Linked DNA regions of Ovis aries: region 2 is linked to region 1. The links are chromatin contacts, called in public Hi-C maps. All regions are on one chromosome and are shown on one strand. Each heading gives the region's core, a stretch centred on a gene start, on an enhancer-like site or on the middle of the called end of the contact. The rest is flanking DNA. Distances are from core to core; before and after follow the strand shown.

The links. Hi-C and Micro-C count contacts between places; a contact is called where the count stands out from the background.
Region 2: a Hi-C map of hypothalamus shows a contact between it and region 1, with 2.4 times the contacts expected there. The contact joins the enhancer-like site here to the promoter of SMAD6 in region 1. A contact is called at or near these places in 8 of 16 Hi-C or Micro-C datasets (hypothalamus, mesenteric adipose tissue, muscle and 4 more).

The regions. Positions count from the first base shown.
Region 1 is chr7:13,510,303-13,514,282 of ARS-UI_Ramb_v3.0, reverse strand. It overlaps SMAD6 (SMAD family member 6), which reads right to left and starts at 1,257. Exons shown (of 2, transcript XM_042252070.2): 1 at 1-1,257. The coding sequence starts at 192. LOC121819944 (a long non-coding RNA gene) reads left to right here and starts at 1,748. Exons shown (of 3, transcript XR_006060305.2): 1 at 1,748-1,844.
Region 2 is chr7:13,641,831-13,645,780 of ARS-UI_Ramb_v3.0, reverse strand. No RefSeq gene overlaps it. Among named protein-coding and RNA genes, the nearest start is that of TRNAS-GGA, 25 kb to the left of the region's middle. Within about 2 kb of position 2,195, at least 28 of the 54 cell types and tissues checked have an H3K27ac peak or open chromatin away from gene starts, as enhancers often do. A contact at or near this core is called in hypothalamus and tail adipose tissue, where this site is marked.

The sequences.
Region 1 (3,980 bases), core at 8-2,507:
GGCTACCGGGCGGACTTCGGGGCGGCCACAGCCTCCGCCTTCTCGTGCCCGCGCGGCCGGCTCAGCTCGGCTGCCCACGCTCCCATCCTCGTCGCCACCGCCGCCGCCGCTGCCGCCGCCTTCCTCCCGGTCGGGGACCACACGACTTCGCCAAAGTCGCCGCACCAGCCCCGAGCGTTTGGACCTGAACATACGATATCCTTTGGCGCCGGGGGAGGGGGGGGGAGGCGGTCTCCGGTTACCGGGGGTCCGTTTCCTCAGCGAGGCGCCGGCTGCGCGGGCCGCAGCCCCACATGAAGCTCTGCCGCAGGGCGCCGTGCAAACCGCGCACAGCCTGTCGTCGAAGGGGCACCGCAAGGCTGCAACATGAGGGAGCTCGCCAGGGCTGGACGGCGGGGAACGCGCGCACGCCGATCCGCAGTCCGCGCCCGGCCCGCGGCTACATGGACCCCGGCGGCCGGGAGGCTCAGCAACTCCAGCCCCGGCGCTTTAGAGGGACTGCAGGCGGCGCGCCGCCAGAAAGACCCCGCATGGGCCGGCGAGCCTTCAAAAGTTGCGCGGCTGGTCCATGAGCACAAAGCACTCGAGCTGAACTCCCCAAATGTGTCTGGAAAGCCCTGCCTTTAAAACCCAAGCGCTTCACTACATGGGTTTTTCCTGCAGGATCCGAAAGGCAGGCTTGTTGATGATACCCTCGGCTTCCTTCTTACTCCCTGCAAAAAGAAAAGGGGGGAAAAAAAGGAAAGGAAGAAAAAGAACCCCAAACAAAACCAAAATCCCTGTAATTGCATGCACGAAAGGCCAACTCTGTCTCAGGTCCCAGGCGCTAGATGCACTTGGAGCGAATTTCTCCTGAACGCGGTGTCAACACATGAGTGGAAACTGTAAAAATCCCAAAGAGCTGCTGGGAATCCTTAATTAAAATGCAATCCACCGAGGCAGAGGTCATAGCCCGCCCCACGCCGCATTCGGACGCCCAGGACGCTGCGGCTGCAGAGGTCGCCCCCCTCCCCCTCCACAAAAAGTGGCTCCCGGTGGCCCCGCGGTCCCGGCGAGGTCTGGCGAGGCAGCGCCCGGCGGCTCTTTCTCTCGGCTCGACTCCCTCGCTCGCTCCCCCACTCGGCTCTCTCTCTCTCTTTTTTGTTCTCCTCAAACGCACACTGAGGGCCCCCGGAGGAGCGCCGCGGAGTCATTGGCTGCCTCCCATCATATGCCAGTCTAGACACTTTGGCGGCTCCGCGGCGCTGATTGTTGCGCAAACAAGGTTTCAAGTTTCTTAACTCTTAAAGGAGAACACGTCCCATTGCAGGGCCCGAGGCTCCAAGGGGCCGGCTCCCGGGGCGGGCCGAGCCCCGGCCCCCGCCCCACGCTTGCCCCAGCACCACCCCCCTCCCCCGCCCAGGGCCTGACAGCGCCCACGGCCGGCTCTCTGGCTCGCGTGCGCCGCGGGCACAGATGCGAGCGCGCGCGCGCGCACACACTCACACACACGGTTACACAAACCACGGGCAGGCTGGCTGCGCGAGAGTTTGGTGGACCCACTGAGACTCGGACGCAAACGGGGCGCTTGGCCTCTCCTTGGCTTGTGCACAAACTTCAAACACACGTTGCACTTTAGAATTGGTACAAACCCCTATCCCAGGGAAGGCTAATAAAAATGGGTGTGCGTGTGTGCTTTCCTGGCTTACGTTTTTGGCAGTAGGGGGCGGCTGATTTGTTGGGGTGGCGGGATCTAACGTGATAGCACGAGGTTTCCACACCCCTGCTCAAAGTCGGGGGTAGTCTGCTGGGCCAGTCGGGTGGCGTGGGATACCTCACGCAGAGGGACTCTAGGCTTGCTCGAGGTAAGGAGTTACGGAGGGTGGGGTGGCGGCGGGGAACGTCTCTCGGGCTCCTTTCGGTCGCCAAGTCTTTCCCTCAGAGCTAGGCGGGCCGCCAGCCGTCCGGGCCCCCTCGAGGCTGGGTGACTTCTCCACCCGCTTTCCTTCTCCAGTTTATTCTCTGCACCACAAAGAGGGGTGTGGGTAGGGCTCGTGATTTCCCCAGCGACGTTTCACCACGGAAATGGGGGTGGGTTGGGGGCCAGATCCCTTCTGATCCCGGGCAAGCTGGTGGGGGCGCGGTGGCAGCAGCGGACCGCCTGGCGCGGGAAGGGTTAAGGCCGCTCTTGCCCCTGGAGCCGGCGCGGCGGGGTACCTCCTCGGGCGCGCTCTCTCGTCCGAGGGTGGCAAAAGTTCAAGCTTGTAAAGTCGGGATTGGCCCCGCGCGGAGGGAAAAAAGGCCTGGTCCCCCCTCCCTCTCCGGGCGCGGCGCCGATTGGCCCGGCCACGGGGCGGGCGCCGCCCTCTCCCGGGCGCGCGGCGGCACCGCCCCCGGCGTGGCGCCCCGCCCCTTTCCGGGCAAGAGCCCGGCCCCGCACTGAATGAAATAAATTCCGCTACTCTCATTGGCCCGAGGCTGGGCGCCATTCCCCCGCGGGGGCGAAGGGGGCGCCGGCGCGCGGTTCTCGTGTGGGTTCCCACGTGTGGGGCTGGCCGTGTGAGGCAACCGCAGTGCGAGTCCCCGGGGCCGCCCCGACTTAAGTGTGCGCTGGGGGGAGGGCAGTGTTTGCCGGATGGGCTCACCCTTTGCTGAGCTTTACCTGGACCAGGTACTGTTCAGTCTGCGCCCTCTGGGAGAGGCGGTTACTCTGGCGAATGGAGGGTCGGGCTTAGAAGCTTCCTCACCCGCATCCCCTTCTGCGTTAGCCAAGACAGAATAGCTGTCTTGGCCTCATTTTCTCGTTTGAAAAACGGAGATGATGATGCCTGTCCTGCGTTTTCACGGGACCATGAAGCCCCTATGAGATAAGTGCATGGAAAGTGTACAAATCGCAAGCAAACGGTGAATTTTCACAAGTGAACAAAACACCAGTGTAAGCAATACGGAGAGGACAACGGACCTTGAGGCCTCTTTTCAGTCACTTCTGTCCCCTGGGGAAATTAGTGCGTCTTAAAATAGGAGAAGAAATTTAATGTGAAGTGTTTTATCAGGGTATCCGCTGGTTTGACTGTGGGTTATAATAATAGCTTGTGCTTACTGTGGGCAAGGCCATGTTTCAAGCATTACAGAGATTTTAGTCATTCTCACAACAGCCCTGATAGATACTATTACCTCCATTTCACAGGTAAGTAAACTGAGGAAGAGGAATTAATCATTGACATGAAGATAGTCTTCAAAGTGCTAAAATAATGCTAACACCACAGAGACATCAGCCAGTATATGGGCTCACCCTGACAGCAAGGAAGTGATGTGGGTCTGTGTTGCCAGAGCATATCCTCGAGAACAGTGCTTTTCAAACCGGTCCATTGGACCTGCTGAATCAAAGCATTGTGGGGTAAGGCCCCAGACTCCATTTAACAACACTTTGGGGGTAGGCATAGTTATTAACCGTTAACTTATAGTTAAGGACACTGAGGCACAAAGACCTAGTAACTTGTACAAGCCTGTATTTAGTGGCAGAGGCTGGATTTCAACCCAGCCAGTTTGGGGGAAGGGGTTTATGTGACGGGAATCTAAAGGGAAAGGACAGCAAGCAGACAGATTACCCCTCAGGGCTTCCACACATGCTCAACACCTACCCCTGGAGTCAAACCATGTCTCCTTCCCCCTCCATTCCCCAGTTCCTCCCTGAGGTACCAGGACATTCCTTTCTGAAGGGTTCCTGGGGGAGCACCCTGAGGGATGTCAGGTCTGTGTCTGGGGCCTCAGACCAAGGAAAGACTGAAACAGAAACCTCCCTGGGGAGGGCTGCCTTCTTTCCTGAGCAGTAATTTGGACAGAGTTTGCCTTCTGCTCACCCAGAGATGAGGCATTGGGGGTGGGGTGCCTTTAGGTGCCAGCTAGATGACACCTGAAGAGCACGGAAACCAGAGTGTGGTAGGCCTGAGTTCAGGACTGATCCTGCTTAACCTCCCTCGGCTCTATAAGCCTTGGGGTGG
Region 2 (3,950 bases), core at 946-3,445, 130 kb before region 1:
CTTTTCCCTTAGGGAGTCTGAAAGATTATCTTCAAAACAGATGGGCCTGGGAATGATGCGATGGGTCCAGGAAAATTCCCACCTCCTTCTACCCCTGCCTGGAATATATTCTCCATTCCTCACTGCCACTTGCTGGTCTGGGAAGCCTCTGCTGATTCATATTACCACCCTGGGCCTCAGTTTCTTCCTTCTGTAAAAGGGGTGGAATTTGTCCATTTAGTAAAGTAAAGAAAACAACTCTGGATCAAACATCTGCTGGTGTGAGCTCTCATACCTCAGGACTGCTGTGTGTTCTCTAGCCAGCTCTTGGCCCCTCTGGGCTTCAGATTCCCACATGTCAAATGAGAACGATCTCCAAAGACTGAAATCTTCCCTCGGGTATGACTGAGCTTCTGTTCTTCCCAAAGGAAGGACAAATTTATCCAGGGATATAGGGAGAGGGAGCCACGGGAAGAGGGTGATGACATCAGATACAAACTTTGCCAATGCCATAGCTTTGCTCTGACCTAGACTTGCTAGAGGTTTCCTCTCTGAACCCCACTGAATGCCTGGGTACGCTTTGGATAATGTGGGTGGGGGAGCTGTGGTTGGCTTCTCTCTCTGAAAACAAGGCTCTGAGTCTCAGAAGGTGACCAACACCAGACCGCAGCTAGGCACTGTCCCCAAGAGTTTGCCCATGCCGCTCACAATTTTACCACATCTCCCCATTACCACCAAGACCAGGAAAAGACCAGCCCAAGTCAGAGAAAGATCCAATTTTCAGATGAAGAAAACTGAGGTTTTTCTAGGGATCCCACAGATCATTCATTCAAGCACATAGGTACACCCAAGCCTGGGCTTGCCACATGTCAGGGTTACCTCACTGACCCCGCACGCAAGCCTGTAAAGAAGGCACCATTTTTCTCCTTATTTGACAGATGGAAGAACTACCGCTCAGAGACGTTAAGTGACTTATGCAAAGTCACACAGCTGTGAGTAGTGGGGCCAGGATTTAAAACTAGGTCTGTCGGACTCCAGATCTGTTCTTTATGCTTCCTGCCTGCGGACTGAGGGACAAAAGGGAGTGACTTTATGCTTCGGGAGCCCAGGAACCTGAGAGGTGGATTCTGCCAACAAGGAGTGAGTAGGGGAGTCCCGGCCTTGGTACCCGCTGTTTGCTTTATCCAAAAAGCCTTCCCACAGATAAGTACCTCACTCTTCACTCAGATCTCAGCTCAAAGGGCAGTTGCTCACGAAGACATTCGTTCCAGGACCACTGAGCCTAAACAGAACAGTTCTTCTCACCCTCTGAAGCCCTTTATAGTAGCACCTGTCACCACCCGAAGGATTATCTTATCTGATGTGAATGTCCATGTATTATTTACTTGTTGTTTTTCTCCTCTGAGAATGTAAAATTTTCTCCCTCTTGCTCATCATTATAACCCCAAAGCCTAAGACCACTTGGCACAGGGTAGGAGTTCAATTCCTATTAGTTGAGAGAAGGCTCTGAGAGACCGAGTGCTTTGTCCCCTAACAATCGAAAGAAAGTGGAGCAGCTCTTATCTGCTAGGCGGAGAGAAGAGGGTGCAACCACGCACCTCGCAGCCATCCCTAGTTGTTAACCCATTTCACAGATGGGGGAACTGAGGCTCCCTCCAGCATCAAGGGCCCACAGATGACACACGGCAAATGAAGCAGTCATCGGGGTGGGAATGCACGACCCCATGAGTCTGGCCGTGAGCCGAGTTCCTTGTAAGAGTGGGGGTTAGCGACCAGAAAGGGAAGGGGTGGCAACACCCCGCCCCCACACACAAGCGCTCGCAGCGCACACTCTGGGTTGCGCTGTGCGACACGGGGCCCTGGCCTCGCGCCGGGCCGCACCCAGGGCCTAGCCGCCCGAATTCCTCCCCTCCCGCCCCCGCGCCGGCGCCTCCCGCCACCCGCTGGGGCCCGAGCGCGGCCCCTGCGATCCCCATCCTTCCCCCTCCCGGGGCGGCCGGGTGGCGGACGGCGAGGACGCGCCAGCCCAGCCGGGATGCTCACTCGTGCCCCCCAGGCTCCCCCTGCCTGCCCGCCCCGGGCCCCCAGACTCCGGGCGCCCGCAGGCCCCGCGGGTCAGCGGGAACCGGCAATTTCCCGGCCGCCCGCCCCGCCGCCCGCTCTGTACTTAGGCTGATGACGGGTTCCCGCGGCCCTGGTGGCGGGGCGGGCGGCGGGTTCAGGGCGGGCGAAGCCGGCCCAGCCGGTCCCGTGCTCGGCTCTCAGGCGGCCGCCGGGCCTGTGTCATCCACCAGGAATTTCTGTTTTCCCCTCCGCGGGGCTGGAAGCAAAAACAATAATTAGGTCACTGGGCAGGCGGCAGAGAGGGTGTGGGACAGGCCAGTGGCGCCCTGTTGGGCAGGGAAAGGGTCTGGGAGGACGACGGGGCGGAGAGGCCCCCGCAGCGCTCCCTGGCCCCTTCCTGCCCTCCCCAGGATGCTGGCGGATGCAGGCAAAGGAATCCCTCACCGCGGCCACAGTTCCCTCATGGGCCAGTTCATTCCATGAGCGCGTAGTGGGCACCACTTGTCCGCCCAATTCTGTGCTGGGCGCCGGGGATCTAGCATTAAAGAGAAGAGAGGAAGACCTTGGTAGGAAAGACCCACAAGCCGCCATGCAGAAATGTACAATCATCGCACCCTGGGGAGGCCGGGGCGTGGGTTCCAGAATCCCCGCTGTTACCAAAATCCAGAGGTGCTTAAGTGCCTTATTTAAGGTAGGATAGTATTTACGTATAACAAACCGGCATCTTCCGGTATTGTTGTTTAGCCATAATGATGCTAAAGCTGAAACTCCAGTACTTCGGACACCTCATTCGAAGAGTTGACTCACTGGAAAAGACTCTGATGCTGGGAGGGATTAGGGGCAGGAGAAGAAGGGGAGGACAGAGGATGAGATGGCTGGATGGCATCACTGACTCGATGGACCTGAGTCTGAGTGAACTCCGGGAGTTGGTGATGGACAGGGAGGCCTGGCGAGCTGCGATTCAAGGGGTCACAAGGAGTCGGACACGACTGAGCAACTGAACTGAACTGAAGTCTTTTGCCACCCCACGGACTGTAGCCAGCCAGACTTCTCTGTCCATGGGATTTCCCAGGCAAGAATACTGGAGCTGGCTGCCATTTCCTCCTCCATCCTCCTGTCTTCTTTAAGTCATCTCTAGATTACTTATAGTACCTAATGCAATGCTGAGTAAATGACATGTAAATAGTTGTAAATATAATGTAAATGCTATGTAAATAGTTGCCCAGCCAGCACCAAATTCAAGTTTTGCTTTTTAGAACTTTCTGGGTTTTCTTCCCAAATACTTTCCATTCAGGGTTGATTGAATTGCAGATGGACACGCCACAGATAGGGGGAGGGCTGACTGTATAATGGGAGGTGTGCTGGGACAGAACAGAGGAGTTTCAGGGTACTCTGCTTGCCCAGAAAAGAGGGGGCTGGGTAGTTAGGGAAGGCTTCCCTGAGGAAGTGCCACTTGCACAGAGGTTTGAAAGAGGAATGAGGATTGGCCAGGCCAAGTGGAGCTGGTGACAGGAAGGGTAGGGTGGTGGAAGGAACAGCATGTGCAAAGGCTTGGAGGTAAGAGGCAGCGCATGTTATAAGAACTGGGAGTACAGAAGGAGAATCAATGAATGTTTAATTTTGAATGTGAAACTAATAAAAGACACATATTTTGGGTCTCATGAGGCCCGTAAACATAAGCCAGCTATGTTATCTGATGCTCAAGTGAAGATATAGCCACCTTTTCCTACACTGGAGGAAACCTGTTTTGTGCTTTTCTCACTGAGAAGTTCTAGGTCTGGATACTGTACCTATGGGCATTTAAGGAATTTTCAAGGGTCATTTGGACTTAGCACATCTCTCACCTTTCACTCTGACCTTAGGACAAGTCCCTGGAAAAGACAGGATGCCAGAGCAATGCTGTCTGG